5 separate regions of the Mus musculus genome follow, and regions 1, 2, 4 and 5 are each linked to region 3. Evidence: chromatin contacts called from public HiChIP or PLAC-seq and promoter capture Hi-C data. All regions are on one chromosome and are shown on one strand. The core of a region is the stretch at or near the end of the contact, and the rest is flanking DNA. Distances in the headings are between cores, read along the strand shown. Region 1 holds the start of Hvcn1 (hydrogen voltage-gated channel 1). Region 2 holds the start of Pptc7 (PTC7 protein phosphatase homolog). Region 3 holds the start of Rnf34 (ring finger protein 34). Region 4 holds the start of Vps33a (VPS33A CORVET/HOPS core subunit). Region 5 holds the start of Diablo (diablo, IAP-binding mitochondrial protein).

What was found. HiChIP or PLAC-seq counts read pairs in DNA pulled down with a chosen protein or histone mark. Capture Hi-C pulls out chosen DNA fragments and counts their contacts.
Region 1: an H3K4me3 HiChIP or PLAC-seq map of the 230-238 cell line shows a contact between it and region 3, with 10 read pairs. The contact joins the promoter of Hvcn1 here to the promoter of Rnf34 in region 3. A contact is called at or near these places in 2 of 39 promoter capture datasets (liver and pre-B cells) and 1 of 115 datasets of contacts at active chromatin or transcription factors (the 230-238 cell line).
Region 2: a contact with region 3 is called in a promoter capture Hi-C map of adipose tissue, with 4 times the contacts expected there. The contact joins the promoter of Pptc7 here to the promoter of Rnf34 in region 3. A contact is called at or near these places in 1 of 39 promoter capture datasets (liver) and 1 of 9 other capture datasets (adipose tissue).
Region 4: a promoter capture Hi-C map of adipose tissue shows a contact between it and region 3, with 2.3 times the contacts expected there. The contact joins the promoter of Vps33a here to the promoter of Rnf34 in region 3. A contact is called at or near these places in 1 of 39 promoter capture datasets (hippocampal neurons), 3 of 115 datasets of contacts at active chromatin or transcription factors (astrocytes, bone marrow-derived macrophages and craniofacial prominence) and 2 of 9 other capture datasets (adipose tissue and liver).
Region 5: a contact with region 3 is called in a promoter capture Hi-C map of liver, with 2.3 times the contacts expected there. The contact joins the promoter of Diablo here to the promoter of Rnf34 in region 3. A contact is called at or near these places in 3 of 39 promoter capture datasets (hippocampal neurons, liver and pre-B cells), 3 of 115 datasets of contacts at active chromatin or transcription factors (astrocytes, memory CD8 T cells and microglia) and 1 of 9 other capture datasets (liver).

The regions. Positions count from the first base shown.
Region 1 is chr5:122,208,402-122,212,032 of GRCm38.p6, reverse strand. Hvcn1 (hydrogen voltage-gated channel 1) reads right to left here and starts at 2,304. Exons shown (of 8, transcript NM_001042489.2): 1 at 2,112-2,304; 2 at 1,641-1,691.
Region 2 is chr5:122,282,556-122,286,212 of GRCm38.p6, reverse strand. It overlaps Pptc7 (PTC7 protein phosphatase homolog), which reads right to left and starts at 1,815. Exons shown (of 6, transcript NM_177242.4): 1 at 1,304-1,815. The coding sequence starts at 1,544.
Region 3 is chr5:122,848,618-122,852,487 of GRCm38.p6, reverse strand. Rnf34 (ring finger protein 34) reads right to left here and starts at 2,300. Exons shown (of 6, transcript NM_030564.1): 1 at 2,190-2,300. The coding sequence starts at 2,195. It overlaps Gm33044 (predicted gene, 33044), which reads left to right and starts at 2,552. Exons shown (of 2, transcript NR_169045.1): 1 at 2,552-2,655; 2 at 2,743-3,038.
Region 4 is chr5:123,570,531-123,574,415 of GRCm38.p6, reverse strand. It overlaps Vps33a (VPS33A CORVET/HOPS core subunit), which reads left to right and starts at 1,401. Exons shown (of 13, transcript NM_029929.3): 1 at 1,401-1,536; 2 at 2,874-2,939; 3 at 3,434-3,561. The coding sequence starts at 1,435.
Region 5 is chr5:123,522,087-123,525,554 of GRCm38.p6, reverse strand. Diablo (diablo, IAP-binding mitochondrial protein) reads left to right here and starts at 1,391. Exons shown (of 6, transcript NM_023232.3): 1 at 1,391-1,484; 2 at 2,174-2,300. The coding sequence starts at 1,435. Mir7647 (microRNA 7647) reads left to right here and starts at 2,860; the gene lies at 2,860-2,918.

The DNA of each region.
Region 1 (3,631 bases), core at 1,055-3,554, 640 kb after region 3:
GAGGCAGAGGCAGGTGGATTTCTGAGTTCGAGGCCAGCCTGGTCTACAGAGTGAGTTCCAGGACAGCCAGGGCTACACAGAGAAATCCTGTCTCGAAAAACCAAAAAAAAAAAAAAAAAAAAGAAGAAGAAGAAGAATTCTCACGCTGGGCGTGGTGGTGCACACCTTTGATCTCAGTACTTGGGAGGCACAGGGAGGCAATCTCTGTGAGTTTGAGACCAGCCTGGTTTACAGAGTGAGTTCCAGGACAGCCAAGACTACAGAGATAAAACCTATCTCCAAAAACAGAAAGAGAAGGACGAGGAGGAAAGAGGAGGAAGAAGGAGAGAAGGAAGAGGAAGAAGAGAAGAAGAAGGAGGAGGAGGAGAAGAAATAATAATAATAGTTTGGGGAGGTCTAGCAGGGCTCTCAGCTTGTGTGAAATGCTGTAGTGCTCAGGGTCAAGTCATAGCAGGGGGGCTGGAGAGATGGCTCAGAGGTCTAAGAGCACTGACTGCTCTTCCAGAGGTCCTGAGTTCAATTCCCAGCAACCCTACGGTGGCTCACAACCATCTGTAATGGGATCTGATGCCCTGTTCTGCCATGCAGGTATACACAGAGCACTCATATACATAAAATAAATACATCTTTAAAAAATGAAAAGTTATAGCAGGGACATGATGGGGAGGGCCAAAGAGGATGGAGGTCTGGACTTGGGTGTAGTCATGGTGACACAGCATCCAGACTGGAGATCTGTGTAGGCCAGAACTTGTGACTGGCCTAGATGGAGTGGGAGTTGGGAAAGAAGGATGGAGGCATGCGCTACAGGCGGGAAAGCCTGGACAAGAAGTCCGGGCTTCTTCCTTCTTGCAAAACATGGCCACGGGAAGGTTGTGGGCTGCCCAGCAGCTCTGGAATTGGGTAAGACCTAGCCTAGAGATTTTCAAAACCCTGCCTTGACCAGCCTTGCTGCCAGGGGAGTCTTGGAGGCAGAAGTTGCCATCCTCAACCACGGCCTTTCTCAAGAAACCTCAAGCTGCTGGTGGGCAGTCAGGAAACACTGCAAAGCTCAGAGCGTCCCCGCCAACCTGAGATGAAATGCCCAGTAGGCAGAAATGCCTTCAGAGGGGCAAGGTTGAGCAGAGAGGAACGCAGCTCCCAAGGATCCCGTGCTAGGTTTGGGGGTGGGAGTGGGGATTGCTAGGCTTCTCCCCATCACCTCAGCATTCCTGGGAGGTAGGTGCCATTCTGAATGCCATAGGGCAGAGAAGGATACAGAGACACAGAGGCAGTGTCCCACCTCTAAGGCATGTAGAATCAGGTACTCGCAGGCAGTAGGTGCTGGGTAAGTGGTGGGGGCTTCAGAAGAGCAGAAATGCACGCTGTTGCTGTTGCTTCTCGGTCTTACAGTATAACCAGGCCCCAACCCACCCACCCACCATTCTTGTTCCTTGGCACTCCTGAACCCAACAGATAGGGCTTCGAATCATTTCAAGAAGGCTCCACTAAATTGGGTTTCTTCTTGCTAGGGTGCACCAGTGTGCTGACTCCTTGGGGGTCTGCTCTTGTGGTGCTAGCTGTATCTCCTTCCCTCCTGCTGTCTCCCTGGGGTGGCTGTAGGGCTCTGGGATGGAAAACAGGGCTTAGGGCTTCACACTCACCTGCTGGTAGTTTGCAGCACTCCTTTGCAGTGGCTGGCTGGCTCTCTCCACCTGTGTGAGGGGGACAGGGTTACTTCTCCACAAGTCACAAGATGCTGGGTGTGGCAGAGTCATGGCTGTGGATCCAGGTTAACACCCACCAGGAGAGGATGCGCCTGTCAATGCTCAATTCCCCGGGGAGGAGAGCGGGGTGGGCAGTCACAGTTCAAGAAGCAGCCAGGGCCTTGGTCACCCCACGGTGCCCCCTGGCCTAGTCCTCCACTCCCCGCCAGCCAAAATGGACAAAAGAGCAGCAGGGAATCACGAGGATGGAGGGTGGCCAGGGCTTCCTTCCTCCCTCCCGGGCCCCGCGGCTGGCGGGTGTGCAGAGCAGGGAGAAGATCGCAGCTGCCCTCAGCTCGAGATACAACTAAGGTTGGAAGGAAGAGGGGGGCGCCCTGACCTCCCCACCCCAAGCCTCATCCTCGTTACCTGGCAGCAGTCTGCTTAGCTCTGTTCTCATCCCAGGGTAGAGACTCAGGCACACCCCAGCTCTGAAGAGCCCAGGGGGAGGGCCCTTGCCTTTGGGGGTGTGGTGTGGCGGGAGTTTCCAGAGCTGCTCGAACTTATTGCTGCTGCAAACTCAAAGGCCTACGGAGGCACTAGTGTGCTGAGAGGCACTAACTTGAAGCGGCTATCAAATGACAAAGACCCCGGGAGTATGCACAGGGCTGGAACTCTCTTCCGGCTAATCCCACCCCACCCCCACTCAAACGCCTCATCCAAGGACCTCCTCCTCCCTCTCTCTTCCAAAGCTCCTGTGTTTACTGGAGGAGATGAACTCCCTAGCTGAATTCAGGGGGCCAACTGATGCAAGAGCAGGTTAAAGAGAAACTTTTTACCTGCTAATGGAGACAGTCCCAAGAAAGTAAGGGCAAAAGAAATGTATCATAAGCTGGTGGGGGAATGACTGAACCCACTCTCTCTGGGCTGGGAAGGAAAATTCAGGAGAGTCACTAAGAGACAGTGTGTGTGTGTGTGTGTGTGTGTGTGTGTGTGTGTGTGTGGAGGGGAAGGAGTGGGCTTCCTAGCACACCTATTCAGACCCACTGCAGCCCAAAAGCCCCGGGTCCGTGTAATGGAACCCAAACTTTAGCTTCTTCAGAACCCCAGCCCTTCATGGCTGCTGTGTGTGAAACTCTAAAAGCCAGTTTCCTTAGAGTTCAGTGACTTCAGCTTCAATTCTGGCCTAATTCAGCCGGTTATCCGCAACACTTGTTTCCTTGTAACCACCTGCAGGTGTGGGCTAGCCTCCCTTCCAGATGCTTAGTGCACAGCCCCCTTCGAGCTTAAGGCTGCATCTCCACGGGTGCTGCAATACTGTGTGGCACTGCACAGGAACATTATCTGCCTCCCATTGGTCTCTGATCCACTGGCTTCTACCAGCTCCCCTGTCCTCCATGCTGGTGGCAAGCTAGGTTGGATGGTGGCAGGACTCCTCAGAAATGTTGTGATATAACAGCCTCCTGAAAGTTCCTAAGGTATGGCCTGCTCCATCCTGAACTTCAGCCTTCTTGTGTTTCATCCAAAACTTATCTCTCAGGGCTGGAGAGATGCCTCAACGATTTGAGCACTTGTTGCTCTGCCCGAAGAGCCAAGTTTGGTTCCCAGCACCCACATGGTGGCTGACAACCAGGCATCTGATGGCCTCTTCTGGCCTCCACAGACAGTTGCATGCATGCAGTGCACAGGCACACGGAAAAAAATCAAAACTCTCCTACTTCGGGGTCAGCTAGACAGGGTGAGACAGTTCCTCCTCATGTCTGTAGGGTGAGGAAGGCCAGGGAGAAGGAACAGGAGTCCCTCCATCTAATGAACCACCTCAAAGCTGTGGGCTGACATCAGCAATACATCCTGCCATGAGTTACAAACAGTATAAGACAAGATATGGCTTCAGCTACCAAGACCCAAGCTCTGGACTCTCTGGCTGACTCCCTGTTGTGTGTACCTGT
Region 2 (3,657 bases), core at 566-3,065, 570 kb after region 3:
AGGTTATTCATCAATTAAAATGAGAACCAACCCCGGTATCATGCTTACAAACACTCCATGTGACAAAACCAAAACTCACAAGGTTATCTGATTTGAAAATGTCAAGAGCTGGGAGCTGGGCACACACCTGTATCTTCAGCAAGAGCTGAAGGTCAGCCTGCACTAAACAGCAAACGAGCTACAAAGACACTGTTCACACGAAAAAGAAAGAAGGAGAAAAAAAAAACGGCAAACAATTACTGTCACAAAAACTATTATTTGCTCCGATGCCATATTTTGTCTAAGCCTATGAAGCTTTTAAGTAACCATAAACTCAATGTCACTGGAGAAGTGAAACCAACGTGACATTTGAACCTAGGCGCCAATGACAGTCTGTCCTTCAATATCAAAAGAAGAGCTTCCCGAACTGAAAGACCTTTAGTGGCATACAGGGAACTCTCCAAGGGCATACCCTAGGTAAAGTTTCTGACAGCTTGTGCATTTGTTTAGGCCTTTGGACAGCTCTCTCTCTCTCTCTCTCTCTCTCTCTCTCTTTCTCTCTCTCTCCTCTCTCTCTCTCTCTCTCCTCTAGTAACTGGGATAGATCTTAGGAAGCACCTGTGGCCTAAAAAGCTGTGACCGAGTCTCACAGCCTTTTTGGCTGCAGCCTACAAGCAGGTCCAGCCATTCTATTTTGGGTCAAGGAGACCTTTCTGCCACCCCCAAGTGACCTCAAGTAGACAAGCTGGGTTAGGGAGAAAGCACTGCTAGAATTTCTAACCAGGCCAGCAGTCCACCCACAACCCCACGGCCCTTCCCGAAAAGGATGGCAATCCGAGGACGGTCCAGGCAGCGGGAAGAACCCACGACGGGGGGCTGTGGGCTCCCCGCCGTCTGTCTTCGGGTCTGCTCCCGGATCCCGCAGCTGGGACCGGGCCGTGGCGTCAGGAGCTCGCCAAGAAGCAGGGATTCCCGGGGCGCCAAGAGGGAGGAGGGAGTGAGGCAAAGCGAGGTTAGCAGCCTGCAGGTGTCGCCGAACGAGGAGGACGAGGTCGCGTGGGGGCTGTGACTAAGAAGAGTGCGCGGTTCTGCACCGGGACGGACTGGACACATTCCCAAGGCGGTGACCTTGGGCACGTGGCTCCACCGCTCTGTCCCTCAGTTTCCCCATTTCTAAAGTGTGGGGATGGGGAGGGAGGGATCGTGAGGCAGAAAACGCATCTCGGGGCGCTCGGCAAGGCGCTGCGCTGCGCTCAGCGGAGGAAGCAGGGAAGACTCGCACTCCGGAGTCCCCAGGAGGCCGACTTGGGGCCGGGGGACTCACCCAGGACGTCGGCCGAGCGGTGGCGGGCCACGAAACACGCGTCGTCCCCGTAGCACGCGCCCTTCTTGAGCAGGCCCTTACGGAAGTCCTTGCCGAAGCCGCAGCCCGCCGTCACCAACCCGTAGTCGCCGCTGCTGCCACCACCGCCGCCGCCGCCGCCGCCCGCCCTGGGGTCGGTCTGCGACAGGCCGCCGAGCACGGCACGGGCCACCAGGCGTCCATACGACAAGACCGAGAACATCGCCGCCGCCGCCCCCCCGAGGAGGCGCGGGGCCCGGGGCGCCGGAGGACGCCGAGGCCCGGAGCCGGCTCTCTCCTCCGCCGCAGCCGCGCCGCCGGGGCGTTCCTCAGGGCGGCGCGCACTGGCCACTGCCGCCCCTGCCCGCCGCACGGGGCCTCGCACACGCTCTACCGCACGCACTGGAGCCAGAGCGAGGTCAGAGCCGGCGGCTCCTCCGCCTCAACCACACTGGGGTCCCGGCTGCAGCCGCCGCCGCCGCCGCCATCTTCCGCTCCACTAGCGTGTTCCGGGCCGCGCCGGCAGCGCCGCCCCCTCTCCGACCCCGCCCCGGCCCCGCCCCCTCTCCGCGGCTCAGGTCCAAGCCCCGCCCCCTCGGACTCGCAGCCCTATGTAGTCACCGGAATCGAGCGTGCGCAAAGGGTGTGGGCGCAGTGTCTCCTGGAAGTCGTAGTTAAGAGTTATAGTCGCTTTGGTCTTGGCTACCTGTGATCCAGGAGTTAGATTTACCAGAGGACTGTAAATTATTGAGAATGACCGGTAGACTGGGTTGTTGGGGGTTTTTTTTGGGGGGGAATTAGAATGGGTGTCCTGTTTTGATTTTTTTTCTCTCTCACCACCTTTTTTTTTCCCTCTTCTGATTTTTTTGAGATAGAGTTTCATCAAGCACAGGCTGACCTCAGACTCGCTCTGTCACCAAGGTTGGCCTTGGATTCCTTCTGATCTTGCCTACAGCTTCTCAAGTTCAAGGATTACAAATTATGTGCCACTATATCTTGTTTAACAGTTTCTTCCATACACACCACATACACACACCCTCTCTCTATATATATTCCTTTACATAACTGTAAGAAACCAAGATTGGGATTCTACACCATCTAGTATACTGGGTGAGAAACGGCAATCCTAACATTTCCATTATTCCTGTGTCTTGAAAGCCCCAGATCTAGTACCCTAGATCCTAAGTTTGACAGTCAACCTGGCCAAGCAGGTCTTTTTCCTGCCTCTGATTTGGAGGCCTTCAGAAACTGTGGAGGGCTGAGAGAACTGCCAAGATGAGGCCTCTTTCTCCAGCCACAGCTGCCTTCTCTTTTCAAGAGGGTCATCCCTTGGCAGAAAGAAGGGGTCAGGCATGATGGCCTATAGCTCTAATCCCTGGCAGTTAGGAGGCAGAGGTAGGCAGATCTGTGAACATGAGGCCAGCCTGATCTACATAGTGAGTTACAGGTCAGTTAAGGTTACATAGACACCCTGTCTCAAAAAAGAAAGAAAGAAAGAAAGAAAGAAAGAAAGAAAGAAAGAAAGAAAGAAAGAAAGAAAGAAAGAGAGAGAGAAAGAGAGAGAAAGAAAGAAAGAAGAGAGAGGGAGATAAAGAAGAGAGGGGGCACTTTCTATTTTATTTTTTCTAAAACTCTTGGCCTATTTGAACAAAGATCAAACAGCCTTCCCCAAATATTAACAATTGTAAGTTATTTCCCTAAGAAATTATTTCAGTTGAGTAACAGCAAAGACTCTTTATCATCATCATCGTCATTACTGTTCTTTTTTTTTTTTTTTAAGATTTATTTATTATTATATCTAAGTACACTGTAACTGTCTTCAGACACACCAGAAGAGGGCGTCAGATCTCATTATGGATGGTTGTGAGCTACCATGTGGTTGCTGGGATTTGAACTCAGGATCTTCGGAAGAGCAGTCGGTGCTCTTAACCACTGAGCCATCTCTCCAGCCCGTCATTACTGTTCTTAAGAGAACTTTTTAAGCTGAGCAGTGGTGGCGCACGCCTTTAATCCCAGCACTTGGGAAGCAGAGGCAGGTGGATTTCTGAGTTCGAGGCCAGTCTGGTCTACAGAGTGAGTTATTCTTATTTTATGTGTTTTTTCTACATGTGTGTCCTATGTCATGTGTGTGCAGTGCCCCTGGGGCCTCAGAAGAGAGCATTCGATCTCTTAAAACTGGAGTTACAGACAGTTGTGAGCAGCCATATAGGTGATGGGAATCCAACCCAGGTCCTCTAGAAGAGCAGTCAGTGCTCTTGACTGCTGAGCTATCCCTCCAGTCTCTAGTATTTTGTTGTAAAGACAGGATCTCCTATAACTTAGGCTGACCTTGAACT
Region 3 (3,870 bases), core at 1,051-3,550:
AGCTTAATAAAGTATTCTTAAGTTGCAGTGACATTTTATAACTAAACTGAGAAGTCCACACTCTTATCGGAGAGGTCTCGGTGGTTAAAAGCACTGGCTGCTCTTCCCAAAGACCAGGGTTTGATTTCCAGAACCCTTATGGTGTCTCACAACTATCTAACTATCAGGATCTGAGGATACATGTTTGTGGTGCACAGATATGCATGCATTCATACCTATAAAATAAAAAAAAAAAAACTGTAAACAAAACAAAAACCTTAAGGGCTGGAGAGAGAGATGAGCAGCTCAGAGCACTCATTTTGCTTTTACAGAGGACCTAGGTTCGGTTTCTAGAACCTACATGGTGGCTCACAACCATTAGTAACTCCAGTTCCAGGGGGGTCTAATGCCACCTCTGATCTCTGTGAGCACCAGGCATGCAGATGGTGTATGTATGTATGTATGTATGTATATATATACATATACACACACATACACACACACACATACATACATACATACAGGCAAAACACTCATACACATTAACCTAAAAACATTTTTAAACAATTTTTTAAAGCTTTCACAATATCCTCATCCTTAACGTCAATTCAAATGTCACTGATTCCAGATCCTACATTTGTAATCCAAATTCAGGAGGGAGGACAGCCTACATACTCAATTCCAGGCCAGTCAGGGATTGACAGTGAAACCCTATCTCAAAACAAAGAAGTTAACCTACTCCCAATTTCGGCCAGGATTCCAGCAGCAGGGGACCTGATGTTTTGAAATAGGACCGCATGCAGTGCAAGCTGGACTCAAACTTACTACAAAGCCAAGAATACCTGTGAAAAACTAATTGTCTTGACTCCAGCCTCCAGCTCCCAAATGCCTGAGATCACAGGTACGCAACACTGAAGGTATGGTTATTTTTCTTGCTTGAGAGTTTTTTACACACACACACACACACCTTACATTATTGCAGTTTGTAATGTGGCTACTTGAGATCTATCTCTCAGGGGATTGTTGTTGGTTGGTTTTCCACGAAAACACTTGCTTGGCCTCAAACATGCAGCAATCCTCCACCTCTACCTCCTAAACGCTGATCACGGGCTTGTGCCACCATGCTTAAGGGGCTCTTTTCTTTTAACTGGCAAACTCTTTCTTAAACAGGGTGATTATATTTTGAATTACCTCTACCCCATCTTGACTAAGGCAGTGAAGGTGCTGGGCAAAACACTTGCTGAATTTCTCTATCCACTTGACCCTCTCTTCAATCGTCCACAGTAAATCTTTGACACTCTGTGCAAGGTCGTCAATCTAGCAGCCCAAAGCCAACACACTTACTTCTTCCACGAGATGGATACAACACCGTGAGGGAAGACATCACCACCTTCTGACTCACGCCATTTGACTTGATTTTGGGCAAATGAATCAATGCCTGAATTGACTGCTGTACACAGCCTCTTTAGAACTCTCTGCGATGGGGTTGAGAAAATTCATCTCCCCTAAGTAGGCCAAAATCACACACACACACACACACACACCACATACACACACACAAAACCTGCCCTTTTCTGAAACTTCTATCAGTGATTCTCCCACGCTCTCACTCCCACCTGGGAGCAAGGCTGCCAAATTACTTGCTGCGTACCTAGTGGCGATGTAGACACGTCTAGCGCTCTAGGTCACGGCCACAACATTTAAACCCACGGGAAGGACTCCTTGAAGGAGGACACCCCCAACCCCCCATGGGCCACTCAGGTCCTAGCCTCATCATACCACGCAGCGCTCTCTATGCCTTCTGTCTCGTGATGCACCCCCCGAAGTCTGGGTTAGCTCAAGGACTCGGGGGAGGCAGAGGGCACAGCCATGGCCAGAGACACCGAGGCTCTTGCGGCTTAAAAAAAAGCTCGGGACCCCGAGAAGAGCACAGGGCCCTGGGAACAGGGCCCAGCGGGCTGAGACCGCAGGGCCACTAGCCGCCTCCTCGGCCAGGACGCCGGAGGGCGCTGTGGGAGCTCGGGAGGGTCTGCTGCCTGGCCTCTCCGGCTGGAACCGGTCGGGGCCCCACACACACTTCGGGCCGGGCGCCCCGCTACGTGGTGGTCTCTCACGAAGCCCCTCTGGGTAACCGCTGAGACGGAAAACAGGAAGCGCTCTGGGCGTACGGGAGAGGCAAGGAGAGCCTCCCGGCTCCACCAGCCCCTCACCTTCATGGCCGCGACCGCCTCGGCTCGGTCGGCTCTACCGGGGAACTCAGCACCATAGCAGCCTCCTCACACAACGGATCTTCCTTCCTTCTAAGGCGGCGAATGCGGCGCCTCCCGAGACCCACTGAGCGTCCCTACGTAAGGGGGCATGGCCACGCTCGGCTCACGCCCCGGGAAGACGCCGAGCGGCGGGCGGAGCCCACCAATCCGAAGCGGGTCTTCGGGGGGCCCGATCACCAAAGCCAATGAAATGGTGAAGAAGGGGCGGGGTTTCGGGCGCAGTCTTGCGAGCGAAGGGGAGAGGGGAGGGGCGGAGGGAAACGGGGCGGGGCGAAGAGGGGCGGGGCGGGGCGTGACGCGACGTGACGCCCGGTCTGTCGGAGAGAAAGCCGCTCAGGCTGAATTGGCTTCCTATTTTGGGTGGATAGCTTCCCTCGGCCCGAGGCAGAAAAAGAGCTGTGGTGAAGTAGGAAACACTGTTGGTTTGAAGCTTTTATTCTAACCTGCGGAGCAGGGCCTCTCTCGGGCTTAACCCATTCTCCGAATGTTCTAGATCTCATCACCAGGAGAACCTCGGATCTCCTCAAGGAAGAGGGGCAGCACGATCTAGGGCGAGCCATTTAGAAGATGTACTGAGAACGGCTGAAGAACCAAAGGCTGTCCAATTCCAATTCTTTGTCGTTCGGTTCGTATGTGTGTGTGTGCGGTTTTCTTTTTAGACAAGATTTTTTCCTGGCTGTGCTGGCCAGAGAACTCCCAGTTTACACCAGGCTGGCTTGGAACTCAGAGAAATCATGCCTGCCTCTCTGCCTTCCGAGTGCTTGAGATTAAAGATGTGTTCCACCACAACTGCGTCCAATTGATGTAATGTTCAAATTTACCCAAGTACTAACTAACCCTTTCAAAGAATTCACATGATCCCTTCAAACTGACGTCGGGGCAGAAAAACAAGTGGCAAAAGATGGTATAAATTTCTTCAGCCTTGCTGGATTAAGGCTTTAATTAGTTGGTTTTCCTACATTTCTTTCTCTCACTTCAAAATAATATTTGAGGTCGGGCGTGGTGGCACACACCTTTAGTCCCAGCACTTGGGAGGCAGAGGTAGGCGGATTTCTGAGTTCGAGGCCAGCCTGGTCTACAAAGTGAGCTCCAGGACAGCCAGGGCTATACAGAGAAACCCTGTCTTAAAAAATAATAAAATAATAATAATAATTGAAATTTTAGAGCTCAAGATGTTACTTCTTCCTTAGCGAAGACCCAGACAACTCCTATTCTTATAATAATAATAATACTTTAAAATTCTTTGTATCTGGTTTTGCCTGCATGTGTATCTGTGCACCACATGTGTACAGTGATCAGGGAAGTCAGATGAGGATGTTGGATGCCCTGCAACTGAATTACAGTTGTGAACCACTATGTGAGTGTTAGAAACCAAACCCAAGTCCTCTGTAAGAACAGCAAGTGCTCTTAACCGCTGAGCCAGCCCCTGTTCTATTCTTTTTCAACATCTGCTTAGATGAACTTTTTGACAGAACACGAATACAGCTGGGTGCAGTGGCACAGGCCTTTAAACCCAGGATGGCAGAGGCAGGTGAATGTCTCTGAATTCCAGACCAGCCACTTTACATCGTCAGACCCTGGCTCAAAACAAAACAAACCATAGCATGCTATGTCCTTGGAC
Region 4 (3,885 bases), core at 152-2,651, 720 kb before region 3:
TTATTATTCTCAACTTCAGTATCATTAACTTGCCGTGAGTCCATGGAGATCAGAAGTGGGCATAGAGGATGTGGAACTGGAATGCTGGAGTTACAGGCAGTTTTGAGCTGGAACCCCAACTCTGGTTCTCTGGAAGAACAGCGTGTTCCCACTAAGCCATCTCTCTCTCTTATTTTTTAAACTGTGTTTGCCTGAAAGTATCTATCAGTGCTGTGTGCCTTGCTCTCCTAGGTGAGAAAGGGGCACTAGATCCCGTGTTAGCATTTCTTCCAGGCTCTGCTGCGCAGTTACCTGGCAACAGCCATGTGTGCCTGACTCAATATAAAAGAGGCTGCTTGCGGCCCCCCCCCCCCCACTCTCTTACCTTCTCTCTTCCCTCTCCCTTCTCTCTCCTTTCCCCTTTCCTGTCTGTCTCCACGTGTTCCTGGCCGGCCTCTACGCCTCTATTTTCTCCCTCTCCCCCTCTCTCTTTCCCTTCCCCTTTCCCTCCTCTCCCCTCCCCACCTCCTTCCTCAACTCCCCTCCCCATCTCCCCATGCCCTAAATAAACTCTATTCCATACTATATCCGTCATATGGCTGTTACCTCATGGGGAAGGGATGTCTCAGCATAAGCTCGCAGAGGCACCACCTTCCACCTCACCATACCTCACTCTATCAAGCATATCCCTGGCTTCCTTTTCTTGTTTTATAAAACACAACACCCTGGAACCGGAGTTACAGATGGTCACGAGCTATACTGTGGATCCTGGGAACCTGGTCTATGGGAGAGCAGCAGGTGCTCTTAACTGGTGAACCATCTCTCCAGTCCATTTATTGTTTGTTTATGTGGAGACAGGTCTCACTGTGTAGCCCTGGTTGTCCTGGAGCTCGCTATGTTTACCAGGCTGGCCTTGAACTTGGAGAGATAAGCTTGCTCTGCGATTGAACCACTTACTGGGTGTAGTAAGGTGCATTTTGTAGTTTGGCCTCGATCGCCATTTTACACCAGTATTCTAGCTGTGAAGACACAAGGATGGTGCTTTTAAACGCGACAAATAACATCTAAATTCCATCCTTAAGACCTGGGGATGGTGGCTCACGTCTTTAATCCCAGCACTTAGGAGGCAGAGGCAGGCGGATTTCTGAGTTCGAGGCCAGCCTGTTCTACAGAGTGAGTTCCAGGACAGCCAGGGCTACACAGAGAAACCCTGTCTCGAAAACAAACAAACAAAGTCAATTTTCACTGCTCACCATTCTTAGGCATGGTAGGGAAATACTTTAGAAAGGGGCGGGGAGGGGACTCCTCCTCGCATGCGCACTAGGACCTTGAAGGAGCATCACTGTCAGCAGGACTCCGCCTTTCGCGTTCAATGTGCCTCAGCGACTCGGATCACGTGAACGTCCCGTCACGTGACGCAGGCGGCGTCTGGGGAAATGCGGGTGCCCGGGCAAGATGGCGGCGCACCTGTCGTACGGGCGAGTGAACCTGAACGTGCTGCGCGAGGCGGTGCGTCGGGAGCTGCGCGAGTTCCTGGACAAGTGCGCTGGGAGCAAGGTGAGGGACAGGGCCCCGGCGCCACCAAGCTTGGCCGGGCGGGACTGTGCGAGGCCGTGGGGGCGATCAGGTCGCCCGCTCAGTGACAGCCCCTGGCCGGGAGCTCCCCGACCTGCGAGACAGTTGTCCTTTCCAGCCTGGAAGCACGCACGCCCACAGCCCTCGGCACACAGCTTGTGAAAGACAAGCTGTCACTTCGTAACTTCAACATGGATCGTTTTTTGTCTAGATCGGGGACTTCATAGAATTTCCTTTCTTCCTGTTTTCCTCTCAGTGTTTGAGACAGGGTAACGCTGTGTAGCCCTCGAACTCACTGAGATCCACCTGTCACTGCCTCTGAGTGCTGGGATCGGCTCTCCATTTTATTTTTGAGCCTATTCCTGGCTATATAGACTGTTCCTGCCGGCACTCCTCCTTTCTCTCGCCTCTGGCACTACAGGCATGAGCCATGCTGTGAGGTTTTCTTTTAAGCATTTTTTCCCTCTATTCTGAGATTTATTAATCATACCCCATCCCTCTACAGGGAATGGGAAGTTCTAATCTGAAGAAAAAAACAAAACAGATGCTCAAAGAATCAGTTTTGGGCCCGGCAGTGGTGGCGCACGCCTTTAGCCCCAGCACTTGGGAAGCAGAGGCAGACGGATCTCTGAGTTCGAGGCCAGCCTGGTCTACAGAGTGAGTTCCAGGACAGCCAGGGCTACACAGAGAAACCCTGTCTTGAAAAAACCAAGAACACTCCCTACCCCCACCCACCCAAAAAGAATCAGTTTTGTAAACATAGCTCCAACTAAGTCATTGAGTCAAAAAGGCAGATTATTAAATCACAGGGGGCAGTATTAAACTGAAAATGATGTCGAAATCAGATATAATAGATTGTGTGGACCAGGTTTACAAAGTGTTTCTCCTGGAGGAAGCAGGGATCTTTGATGCCAGTATCATGAAATTTCCCCCTTTGTGGAAGGTTCTTTTCGACCCTTAGGCTATAATGTGACCAGAGCCTTTAAAAATCCTAACTCTAACTTTTAGAAGAATATTCTGGAAAGGTGGCTTAGAGGTGAAGAGGGAGTGTAGCTCTTCCAGAGGAGCCCAGATCAGTTGCTGGCACCTACAGACAACCACTTGTAACCCCAGATCCTTGGAAATTTGATGGATCTGGCCTCTGAGGGGAACCGCACCCACCTGCACATACCCAGGCACAGACACATACAACTAGACATAATTAAAGTGGGGGTGGGGCAGGGAAAATATTAAACCTTATAAAATTATATTCTTACTGGTTATAACTGCCTTTTCTGTTGCTGGTGGTGGAATTTCTGAGTGCTTCTCCCCTCTTACAGGCAATAGTGTGGGATGAGTACTTAACAGGACCATTTGGACTGATCGCACAGTACTCACTACTAAAGGTAATATGCATATGCGATTTATCCAAGAATTAATAATTAATCTAGCCTAGTGCGGGTAATGGGATTCTAACATATCTTCCTGAATAATCACTTGCAAAGCTATCTGAGCTGAACAAACACTGGTATTAATACATGATTAACATTCAGCCTAGAGGGTGCCGCTCAGTGGTAGTGTGCTTGCCTGGTATGCACAACATGCCGAAATTGATGTCCAGCATCCCACGGGTGGGGGGGGACGGGGGACGGGACGGGACGGACGGACGGTACAGAAACAACCATTTTGCGCACAAGCACTGTTTTGTGTGACTGTGCCGCAGAGCCTTGGCCGGTATGCTGTGTCAGAATGGTTGGCCTGCGGATGCAGAAACAACGGCTTTATCTTTCAGCTTGGTCCTTCATGTGTTTGGTTGGTTGGGACTCTGAATTACTTACCGATCTGAGAAGGACAGAGTCCAGGGTTCTTACTGGTCTTCTGTGTGTGCTTGCTTTCCTAGGAACATGAAGTGGAAAAAATGTTCACACTTAAAGGAAGTCGTCTGCCCGCAGCTGATGTCAAGAACATCATTTTTTTGGTCAGACCCAGGCTAGAGCTGATGGACATAATTGCTGAGAATGTACTCAGGTACCTCGGAGTTTTGTGGTTTAAAAGACGTTGGGCTTTAAAAGTTTTTTGTTTGTTTGTTTTACATTTGTTTGTTTGTTTTTCTATTTACTTTGGAGGATGGTAGGTGCCTGTGTGGAGGTCAGAAGACGACTGGTAAGAATGAGTTCTGTCCTCCCAAGGATGTCCCAGGGATTGAACGCGGGTCATTAGGTTTGGCGTAGGCGCCTTCCCCTGCTGAACTCTTCCTGTCCAAGTGTCTTTATAAAGACTTTAATGTTCCGAGTACCTTCATTCACCCTCTTGTCAGAGTGTTGGACGGCCATCATTTGGAAGAGTGGGACC
Region 5 (3,468 bases), core at 142-2,641, 670 kb before region 3:
GGGCGGGCAGGGCTGTTAATGCCCCGCCTGGTCTGGCATTGCCTGTGCGCAGCTCCCTGGGAGCTCAGAAACCACACAGAGATTGTAATTGGTCGCTAGACCACACCTAGTTGTTGAGTGCTCCAGCTGCCTGAAGACCTCTCAGCTCTGCCCAGATCTCTGGAGTGCGTACAAGTCTACTTTCACCATACCTGAGAGCGGCTGTGGAAGCTGTGGAGGTGGAAGAGTCGTGGAAACTTTGCCAAGTAAGTAAATTGGGAAGAGTGGGAAACTAGAGGCTGCCATTGATGGTAACTGCTAGGCAAGGCAGCAATGAATTTGAGCTAGCTTGTGACTCTTAGCATCTGAGGTGAAATTAGCTAAGGGCAGATGCATAAAGCATATCAAGAAAGATATGAGTGAAATCGAGTTAGTACCCATCACTTGACACCCTTCAATTTTAATCCTGACTGGCTATTAGGCAAGCATACTGGGGGCACACACAAGAAAAAATCCTTAAAATCTATCATCGACAAGGCCAGGGGAATGACGGAGGGAATGAGCAATGTCCTGCTGCTTCCCCTCCACTATGAGACAGGGCCATAGACAGGGCTGCGGCTTGAGTGAAGGGAAAATAAAACTGTCTTCCACTAGCCCATTAGCGGCACCAGCTCCATTAAAAATGCAAGAGATGGTGGGAAGAGAGGGCGGTTGGAGCCTAATACAGAGTCAGGACTGGAAAAGACCAGGCTCCTTCCCTTGTCTGAGTTCAAGTGCCAGTGAGAGTGGGGGGCAACTACTGCTTTAGACTTTCAGTGTAGGGGAGAATAGCACTTTGGGCTTCCTTGGCCTTGGAAGAGTACTGTTCATTGCGTGCAGCCTGTGCGTGCTCAGGCTCCCGGTCTCTGCAGGGCGATGCAGACCTCGTCCACCATCCACGTGCTGCAGTTGCTGCGGGAGCTGCTCGCCTTCGTGCTCCTCAGCTACACTGTGCTCATCGGGGCGCTCCTGCTGGCCGGCTGGACCACCTACTTCTTGGTGCTGAAGTGACAGCGCCCCGGCCCCGCCCTGCTCCGCCCCGCCCCACCGCGCCTCGCCGTGGCTCCGAGCTTCCCCTCCCTGGCCACACAGTCTCCCTTTCCAGGAGCGGCCCCGCCTCGCCTCGCCCCCCAGCCCGCTGCCCGCGTCACGGCGCGCGACCCGGCTTCAGCACCCGTGCACTGGAGCCTGCGGGGACCGGCGACGAAGTCGGAGCGGTTGGAAGCCAGGTGCGACCGTTAGAGCGGTTTCCTGGTGTCCCGGCCCCGCCCACTCCGTTTGTCCAATCGCAACCGCGTCCTCCTCTGGGGGCGTGACCATGAAGCTCCGGGCTCCTTGGGCCCCGCCTCGCTTGCGCTTCTGCTTGCTATGCTGCGTCACTTCCGGCGCGTGCGTCCGGCGTCGGTCCGCCGCGGGATGGCGGCTCTGAGAAGTTGGGTGACTCGGAGCGTCTGCTCTCTGTTCAGGTACGGCCGCGGTAGCAGAGGGCGGGCGGCGGCGGAGAGGAACCGGGAGCGCCGTGCCGGCCAGTGCGTCGGCCCCGGGCCGTGGTGCTGCCGCGTCCCGCCTTCTTCTGAAGTTAGAGGCGGGCCCCCGCCTTCGTCCCTCGTCCTCCATCAGGGACGGGCGCCTGAAAGTGGTTCTCCTCCCACGCATCCCGGGGGCTGGCTTTGGGGGGTCCCCAGGGACACTGAGGGACAGCCGGGCCACGGCGTTGGCTGGCAGCGCATTGTTAGAGAGAGCACGGGTCCCCGTAAACTCGGCCACCGGCGACAGCGGCTCGCTCCCGGGATTTGCTGGAGGCGACCATTGGCGACACCTGGAACCCAGGTCCCGGGGTCTAAAGCTGAATCCTGCGCACTCCGGAGAGTTTTACGTTGGCGTCAAGTTGCTAATCGGCTGCGGCGACTTTGAAACTTCTCCGCCTGGCGGGACGCTTCCACGCGCATTGACCTGTCGCTCGTGGAACTCAGATCGCATGCCCCTGACTCCCGAGTGCCGAGACTTAACTGGCCGTCCTGTGGTTTATTTTCTTAGAAGATTGCGGGCACTTCCTCATTTAGTCTCATTTACTGCTTGGTCCAAAACTCCTGCAGACCACAGAGCCTTTTACAGATTGATTTTGGGCTTTTTAAATTTTGACTTATGTTTCCAGGTACAGACAGCGTTTTCCTGTCTTGGCTAACTCTAAGAAACGCTGTTTCTCAGAATTGATAAAACCATGGCACAAAACTGTGTTGACTGGATTTGGCATGACACTGTGTGCGGTTCCTATTGCTCAGGTAAGGGACTGTCATGTGACTATTATATATAGGGTAAAGGGGCCAGGGAAAGAACGCCCGGACCCTGACTTGCCCCAGAGACTATTTCCAAGTCTTAGTGAACTCCTGAGCATTGGACAAGCTGCCACACTTTCATAGGTACCCCCTTCCATGATGCCATGTACTGTACTAAACCCGCATCTTCCGAGTGGAGCACGTTTCCCATTTTCTCATGTTATAGAAACAGTGTTCTTAACAGATTCTGCCCCCACTCCACCACCCCTGAAACTGAGCATCAGTTGAACTGGGAAGTAGACCGTTATTCTTGTACCAAAATCGAAGGGGCTAAATTTTGCACATGTGCTGCTTAACCTTTGAGGGTCCTGAGGTTAAAAATGCATTGTAAAAGAACTGAAGTGGGGAGGGTAGGCAGAAACGGGAGGAATAGCCATGTGTTTCCCAGCAGCCATCAGGCAGCTCTCACCTTGTTGTAACTCCAGTTCCAGAGAATCTGACACTCTCACACAGACACACTTGGAGGCATGCATATAAAACACCATTCATATAAATTAAAAGTATGAACTACCACCTCCTGGCCTTTTTTTTAAAAAGCACCAAAAGTCCAGGAGGTGGTAGTACACACTTTTAATTCCAGCACTTGGGAGGCAGAGGCAGACAGTTCTTTATGAGTTCAAGGCCAGCCTGGTCTACAGAGTGAGTTCTAGGACAGCCAGGGCCATTACACAGAGAAGACCTGTGTCAGAAAAGAAACAAAGTCAGCTGGTGATGTAATGTGAAGAAAAATATGGTGCAGTGGTGTGAGACAGCTTGGAGAAAGCTGACTGAGTGGCCTGGGTGAGGGAGAGGCCTTCAGCAGAAGGGGTTCCTGGCAAGCCTAGAAGGTGTATTTTGTGTGGTATGCAGCAAAGCAAAGTGGGCGGGCTGGAGTGAGGTTGGAGAGATAACCAGGGCTCAAATACTGTGACTGATCCTTGTGGCTCATTGTGGGGCTTTGGATTTTCTCTGAAGGCCTTGAAGGATTTGTTCTTGGAATATTATGATCTGGCTAATGTTCCAGTTTGATGAGGTGATAGCTGGCAGGCAGCACATGAGTGAGGGAGAGCTGTTTCCCACTTGAATTACCATTTGCTGGGACAGAGGAGTGGGTCTCCATCGGAAGAAAGTTACA